Regions from separate parts of the Oryctolagus cuniculus genome. Here region 1 is linked to region 2. Evidence: chromatin contacts called from public Hi-C data. All regions are on one chromosome and are shown on one strand. Each heading gives the region's core, a stretch centred on a gene start, on an enhancer-like site or on the middle of the called end of the contact. The rest is flanking DNA. Distances are from core to core; before and after follow the strand shown. Region 1 holds the start of MYCBP (MYC binding protein). Region 2 holds the start of NDUFS5 (NADH:ubiquinone oxidoreductase subunit S5).

Evidence for each region. Hi-C and Micro-C count contacts between places; a contact is called where the count stands out from the background.
Region 1: a contact with region 2 is called in a Hi-C map of liver, with 10 times the contacts expected there. The contact joins the promoter of MYCBP here to the promoter of NDUFS5 in region 2. A contact is called at or near these places in 3 of 6 Hi-C or Micro-C datasets (ear pinna, liver and an unstated tissue).

The regions. Positions count from the first base shown.
Region 1 is chr7:133,965,914-133,968,913 of mOryCun1.1, reverse strand. MYCBP (MYC binding protein) reads right to left here and starts at 1,581. Exons shown (of 5, transcript XM_002715204.5): 1 at 1,447-1,581; 2 at 1,179-1,251. The coding sequence starts at 1,530. GJA9 (gap junction protein alpha 9) reads right to left here. Exons shown (of 1, transcript XM_002715203.5): 1 at 1,855-3,000. The coding sequence ends at 2,598. It overlaps LOC138850675 (a long non-coding RNA gene), which reads left to right and starts at 1,626. Exons shown (of 5, transcript XR_011390769.1): 1 at 1,626-1,762.
Region 2 is chr7:133,830,563-133,833,648 of mOryCun1.1, reverse strand. It overlaps NDUFS5 (NADH:ubiquinone oxidoreductase subunit S5), which reads left to right and starts at 1,335. Exons shown (of 3, transcript XM_002715201.5): 1 at 1,335-1,756; 2 at 3,009-3,086. The coding sequence starts at 3,011.

The DNA of each region.
Region 1 (3,000 bases), core at 332-2,831, 140 kb before region 2:
TCTACGCTGTGTCTCCCCAGCTAGGATATTACTGCATGAGGCCTGGGACATTCTTCCCCCACTACTGTATCCCCAGTGTCTAGGAGGCCTGAATAAAATGGTTAAAGAAATGAGTTTGCTGGATTTTTTGAGGGAATGACATTCCAAGCATTCACGACAGTTGCAGTGACAACACAGCACAGCCTTTCACAGAGGAATTCCTTCACATTTGCTGAAACGTATTTGCAAAGACAGGGAGACTAGTATCGAACCCAACGTGGGTAGCAAGTCAAACAGCCATCCCTGCATAGGAATTAAGAGCCCTACCATCTTCTAAGACCAGAGAGTTCTTGGCCCAGAAGCTTCCCCCAAACCCTCGTTTCTGAACACAGAGCAGTTACCAAATTATTTCTCAGACATTTCCTGTTCTTTTCCCATGGTCCTGGTCTCATCTCTGCCAGCAATTCCGTTCTACACCCTGGAAAATCCCAGCCAGTGAGCCAGGCGACACACTGCTGAGCTCAGAAGCAAGCAGACCCCTTATCACCTCTGGGACCCCTGCTGTTTGAAGCATCTCCCCCAGTAGATCCTGAACCCACGCGGGCACTGATACAGTGTAACAGTGGACTTCCAGCTTTAAGCTTGTGCACAATATAAAAATTCTGATGTGTCCTCGGGCTTCACACACTGCATTTCTACCTTCAATACGAAATCTACACACAGCAGGAACTGAATTAGACCAAGACAGCGGGGGAAGCGAGGAGTGCTGCACAGCCCTCTTTCGTATCTGGTGTTTTCCCCAGCTGCCCTGGGTCGGAGGGAAAAATGTGTCTTAAGATTCAGGGGACGGGGTGGGGGTGGGGCTGGGGGGGTCCGCAAACGCCCCGAGGCGGGAGGAACCGGCACCTACAGGTCTCCAGCAAACACGACCACTGCGGCTGCTCCAGGCACAGCGGCGGAAGTTGGAGCGACTTTGCAACAGCTGCAAGAGCTGCGCTCTCGGCGCGGGGAGAGCGGGGAGCGGGAGCCAGGCCGCCCCGCCCGCGGCGGCCGGCAGCGCCCGGCCCCGAGCCCACCTCGCTGCGACCCGGACGGGTCCCACCTGTTCGCCCTCCTTCCCCGCGCCGAGGCCCGCCGGGGGCGCAGCGCCGAGCGGCAGGGCGAGGGGCACGCGGAGCCCTATCGGAGCCCATGCTCACCCTTGGTCAGCGTGTCCAGCACCCCCGACTTCTCCAAGTACCTCCGGAACTGCTCGCGCTTCGAGTCGGCGGCCTGAGGAGACACCGCGGGTCAGGGGCCGAAGCCCAGGGGCCGGAGCAGGAAGAAGGCTCTGGGAGTCCGGCAACCCCGCCTCCACCGCGCTACCGCGGGGACCCCCCACACCTGCGCGCGCTCCCACTCCCGCCCGGCGCCGACCCGCAGCTGGCGACCGCCCACACGCCCCCAGCCACGCCGCGCCCCCCTCACTTTGTAATGGGCCATAGTGACAGCGGCAGCGGCGTCGCTGGCGCCGGAGACCGTGGCTGGCGGGCTCCGGCCGGCACTGCTCATGCGCAGCAGGGCGCACGCGACTGCGCACTGGCGAGCCACGGGCCGGGGCGGCCGGGGTGTGGCCTGTTTTCATGGCGACCGGGACGCTCTGGATCCCCAGTCGGGGGCAGAGCCGAGGGAGGCTGCGTGCGCCCGCCCCTCGGGCTGTCCGAGCAGCGCCTCTTCCGGTCGCCGCGGCGATTCGGTTGCAGAGGGAGAAGCGAGGTCTCGGGAGCTGGGGCCTAGCGTCCAGGTGCGGCCGGAGGGGGCGTGGCGCCAGGGGGCGGGGCCCTCGAGCGCGCGGGCGGGAGGGGCGGTCGTCCCGGAAGCGCGCGCACGGTGGGCGCTGGGGGATCCGTGCGTTTCCAGTGTCCGAAGGTGCGTGCTGAGGCGTGAGCGTGCTGGCTGCGGCGCCCACATCTGGGTGCGGGCCCTGGAGGGCGAGCGGCCACGTGCTCCGGCAGCTGCCGGCGCCGCGGAGCGCTCACGGGTGCTTTCGCGTGAATCCTCACAGCCTCCCTGCCGTGTGCGAGCTGCCGGTGAAGTGGCGAGGTTGGGTGACCGGTGACGATGCGGGAGGCCGGTGGGAGACAGCCACAGATGTGTGTAGTATTTTATTGTGGTTACACTTCGTACACCTGAGGTTGCAGTCCACAAAGAAACTACGCTATGGAGTCCCAGGATACACAAAATACAAAATCACCCCCCCCACACACACACACACCGTTGTCCAAAGATAGAGGATAAAGGGGCTAAAAGAAGGCGCTATGGGGATCAAGAGCAATTTCCCAAAGCCATGGGCCCCTCCCAAGTAGGAAACCTGGCTCCAAACCACGTAGCCGCGATGCTGAACGTGTGGTTTTCACCTAGTGGATTTCACACATTCTAAAGAGAGCTATAGAAAATGAAGATAAGAAAAATCCTGACCTGGCAACCCTTGGTCTTTGAATTCAGAAGTGTCCCTGCACAGATGAGTCGCAGTTGCCACAGCCCTAACAGCTGCCCCTGGCCGTTTTGTCCGTGCTCCGCCTGGGCGAGGCTACTTCGCTGATAACGTAGGGCGCACCGGGTCCAGAAGCCAGAGCTGTTCAGATCTGGAGGTCGGTGGGAAGCCGCCTCCCCGCGAGGCTGTTGGTCAAGGACACTGCAGGATTTGGAGGACAAACAGGATTGTTGCAGGGTCTGACCAACCCAGGCTCACAGGACGGCTCTCTCAAAGAGCAGGGTCCCTGTGGAACAGGAAGCAGCTGGGAGTTCCCTTGTGAGGGTGGGAAGGTGCTGGTTGTGCCCTCCAGGAACTGGCCCTCGAGGTTGCCGTTTGGAATGAGGTGACCATTTGGAGGTGACCTCCAGTTTCCACCTTCTGTGGAGGGCCCCCGCGTGGCACTGAGCCACCTCGGTTTCCAGGTGTGGTTAGCTGGCAGAGAGACACCTGCTTGGGGCAACCTCTCGGTGTAGTTGTCCAGGTCTCCAGCAACACTTGACACAGAA
Region 2 (3,086 bases), core at 86-2,585:
AGACACTTCCTGGAATATGCTGGAACAGCACGTTCTTGGTTGGATCATCAGGCAGGGGATTCTGTAAAATGAGGTTAGGAAGAGAGGAAGACTAAACTTCTCAAAGGTTTTGAATAGTTCACTATTTAAAAAGGGAAAAGTGGCCGGCGCCGCGGCTCACTAGGCTAATCCTCCGCCTAGCGGCGCCGGCACACCGGGTTCTAGTCCCGGTCGGGGCGCCGGATTCTGTCCCGGTTGCCCCTCTTCCAGGCCAGCCCTCTGCTGTGGCCAGGGAGTGCAGTGGAGGATGGCCCAGGTGCTTGGGCCCTGCACCCCATGGGAGACCAGGAGAAGCACCTGGCTCCTGGCTCCTGCCATCGGATCAGCGCGGTGCGCCGGCCGCAGCACGCCGGCCGCGGCGGCCATTGGAGGGTGAACCAACGGCAAAGGAAGACCTTTCTCTCTGTCTCTCTCTCTCTCACTATCCACTCTGCCTGTCAAAAATAAAAAAAAATAAAAAATAAAAAAATAAAAAAAAAGGGAAAAGTGGACCAGCGCCGCGGCTCACTAGGCTAATCCTCTGCCTTGCGGCGCTGGCACATCGGGTTCTAGTCCCAGTCAGAGCGCTGGATTCTGTCCCGGTTGCCCCTCTTCCAGGCCAGCTCTCTGCTGTGGCCCAGGAAGGCAGTGGAGGATGGCCCAAGTGCTGGGCCCTGCACCCTGTGGGAGACCAGGAGAAGCACCTGGCTCCTGCCATTGGATCAGCGCAGTGCGCTGGCTGCAGCGCGCCGGCCGCGGCAACCTTTTTAGGGTGAATCAACAGCAAAAGGAAGACCTTTCTGTCTCTCTCTCTCACTGTCCACTCTGCCTGTCAAAAATATAAATAAATAAATAAATTTTTTAAAAAAGGGAAGAGTTCAGTGCAAACCTCCAATGTTTATTCACAAGTTATCTGCACATACAACTGCAGTAATGTTACGCATTTTATAATTGCTTACACAATGAACACTGAAATTCTAAAAGATTAAATATAAATGTTCTAGCATTTTCTTTGCATTTGCACAATGCATCCTATCTCACACACTGTGTTACCCCTCCCTGCCCCACACCACTTAGGAGGCTCAGATGTAGTCAAAGGGAGTCACGGAAGGTTCTGGAACACAGGGGGCAAACGAGAAACTGAGACATCAAAGAACTGCAAGGGCTTAGTCTTTTCAGTGTGCAAGCCAGGGCCTCAGCGCTTTCCAGGAAACTCCCTTAATCCCATTACTGTGGGTAGTGTTGCTGTTCTGACTGATGAGGAAACAGGCACTATCCCAGAATCTGGCCCCACGTGGTCTGCGTTCACAGCCCTTGGGCTGAAGCACCCCTTGGGGTGGCCGGAATCAATGGTCTTTCTCTCGTGTGACGCTGTCCAAGTCGCTGACCATCACAGATGTCGAATAACAGCTCCAGGCACAGAACTAGGTGGCAGCAAGAACTCCCTAGCGGACTTCCCTAAAAGCTGCCTCCAGGGAGGTTGGGGTGGGGCGGTGCGGAGGTCAGTTTTACCACTCCAGGTCGGCCCGGGCACGGCTGGCCGGGTGCGCAGGCGCAGCTGGAGGTGCTTGGTTTCTATGGTTTCCGGGTCTCGGCGGCGGCGGAGAGGCCGGCTCCGGGCGTCGCGCTGGAAACGTCGTGCTGCGCCTTCCTTTGCGGCAGGCGTCCGCGTCGCTCGCCGGTCGTCCTGAAGCTTCGGTCTGCGAAGAGACAAGGGCATTGCAGCGGCGACGGCACGGTAGGGCCTGCTCGTATCCGCGCGGCTCCTAGCCATGGCGTTTTCTTCCGGTGTCTCTAACGCACCTCCTCTTGGTTGGCTGGGCGCCCCGTCCTCCCAGGGCCGAAGTCTCGGGGTGTCGTCTGCTTTCCTAGGCCCCTTCACCCGCGCAACCGGTGTCCCCGAAGCCTGGAGGCCGCCTGGCCTCCGCTCTCTTTGCAGGCTCGCTCGGCTTTCTGCCGGGCTGATGTGCTTTGGCCTTGTGTTTTATGAGCTCGAGGCCCCGCCCGCCTCTGTAGCTCGCTTTGTTCCTGCCGGGGCCTGGGGGTCCCCCAAAACACGCCCGCACCTCCTCCGGCAGGAACTCGTGCCCGCCTGACTTCAGTTGGCGGGCTCTTGAACTCGTCTTAAAGGCACGTTCGGGTCCGCTGGGCAGAGTCGATGCTTCTTCCTGCCAGCTGCCCGCTCGTGGTCCTCTGGAGCGCTCCCCTTTCCCAGGGTGTGTGTCCGGGGCTCACGCCGGAGCTGCTGCCTTCGCGCATTAGACACCAGCTGTACAGGTGCGCTGCCTACACAGTTACCCTGCCGTTCTCCGGTCGTCTTATGCAAACAGCTCCCATTATTGTGGTCTGTTTTTTAAATTTAACATCAGTATGCATTTGCCTGTATATGGCATTCTTCCCCCAGCGTCCGTCATAGTCTTCTCCGAGGTAACCGGCACTGCCTTCCCCGTAGAGACGCGAGCGTTCGGCAGTTACTGAGCCCCCGCTTAGTTTCTGCCCTCAAAGCACTCACTTCCCATGGGCGAGACATAAAGGAACTGGTCGTCTTACAGAGTGCTGCCGTGGGAGTTCAGGGTCCTGGAGGACCCCGGAGCGCTGCCGCCCAAGTTGATTGGGAAAGAATGAGTAGAAATACGCAAGGAGATGTTTTGTGCCTAGGTTTTGTTCTTTTGGTTATTTTTTTCAGACCTATTTCAAAGAATTGGACTTCTTTAGTCAGACCTTTTTTTGACTTTTGACAAGAATTGGGTGATGAGTTCTCATGCATTGTGTAGTTCTGGTTTCCATGAGATTTGTGAAAACAGAAAAGTTGCTCATCAACCTTGAATTGGAAGAACCTGTCTAATGAAACAGTTTGAGGAGAAATCAGGCAGATAGTAGAAAACAGCTTTGTAGAGGGCCATTTGTCATTGTTTTCTGCGAAATTTCTCATTTGATTGTACTCTTGTGGTATTGGTATTTATTATTTTTTTTTTAATCTTCCATTACAGCCATGCCTTTCTTTGATGTGCAGAAAAGGCTAGGCCTTAATTTAGATCAAGGATTGACAATCCAAAGTGCTGAGCAGC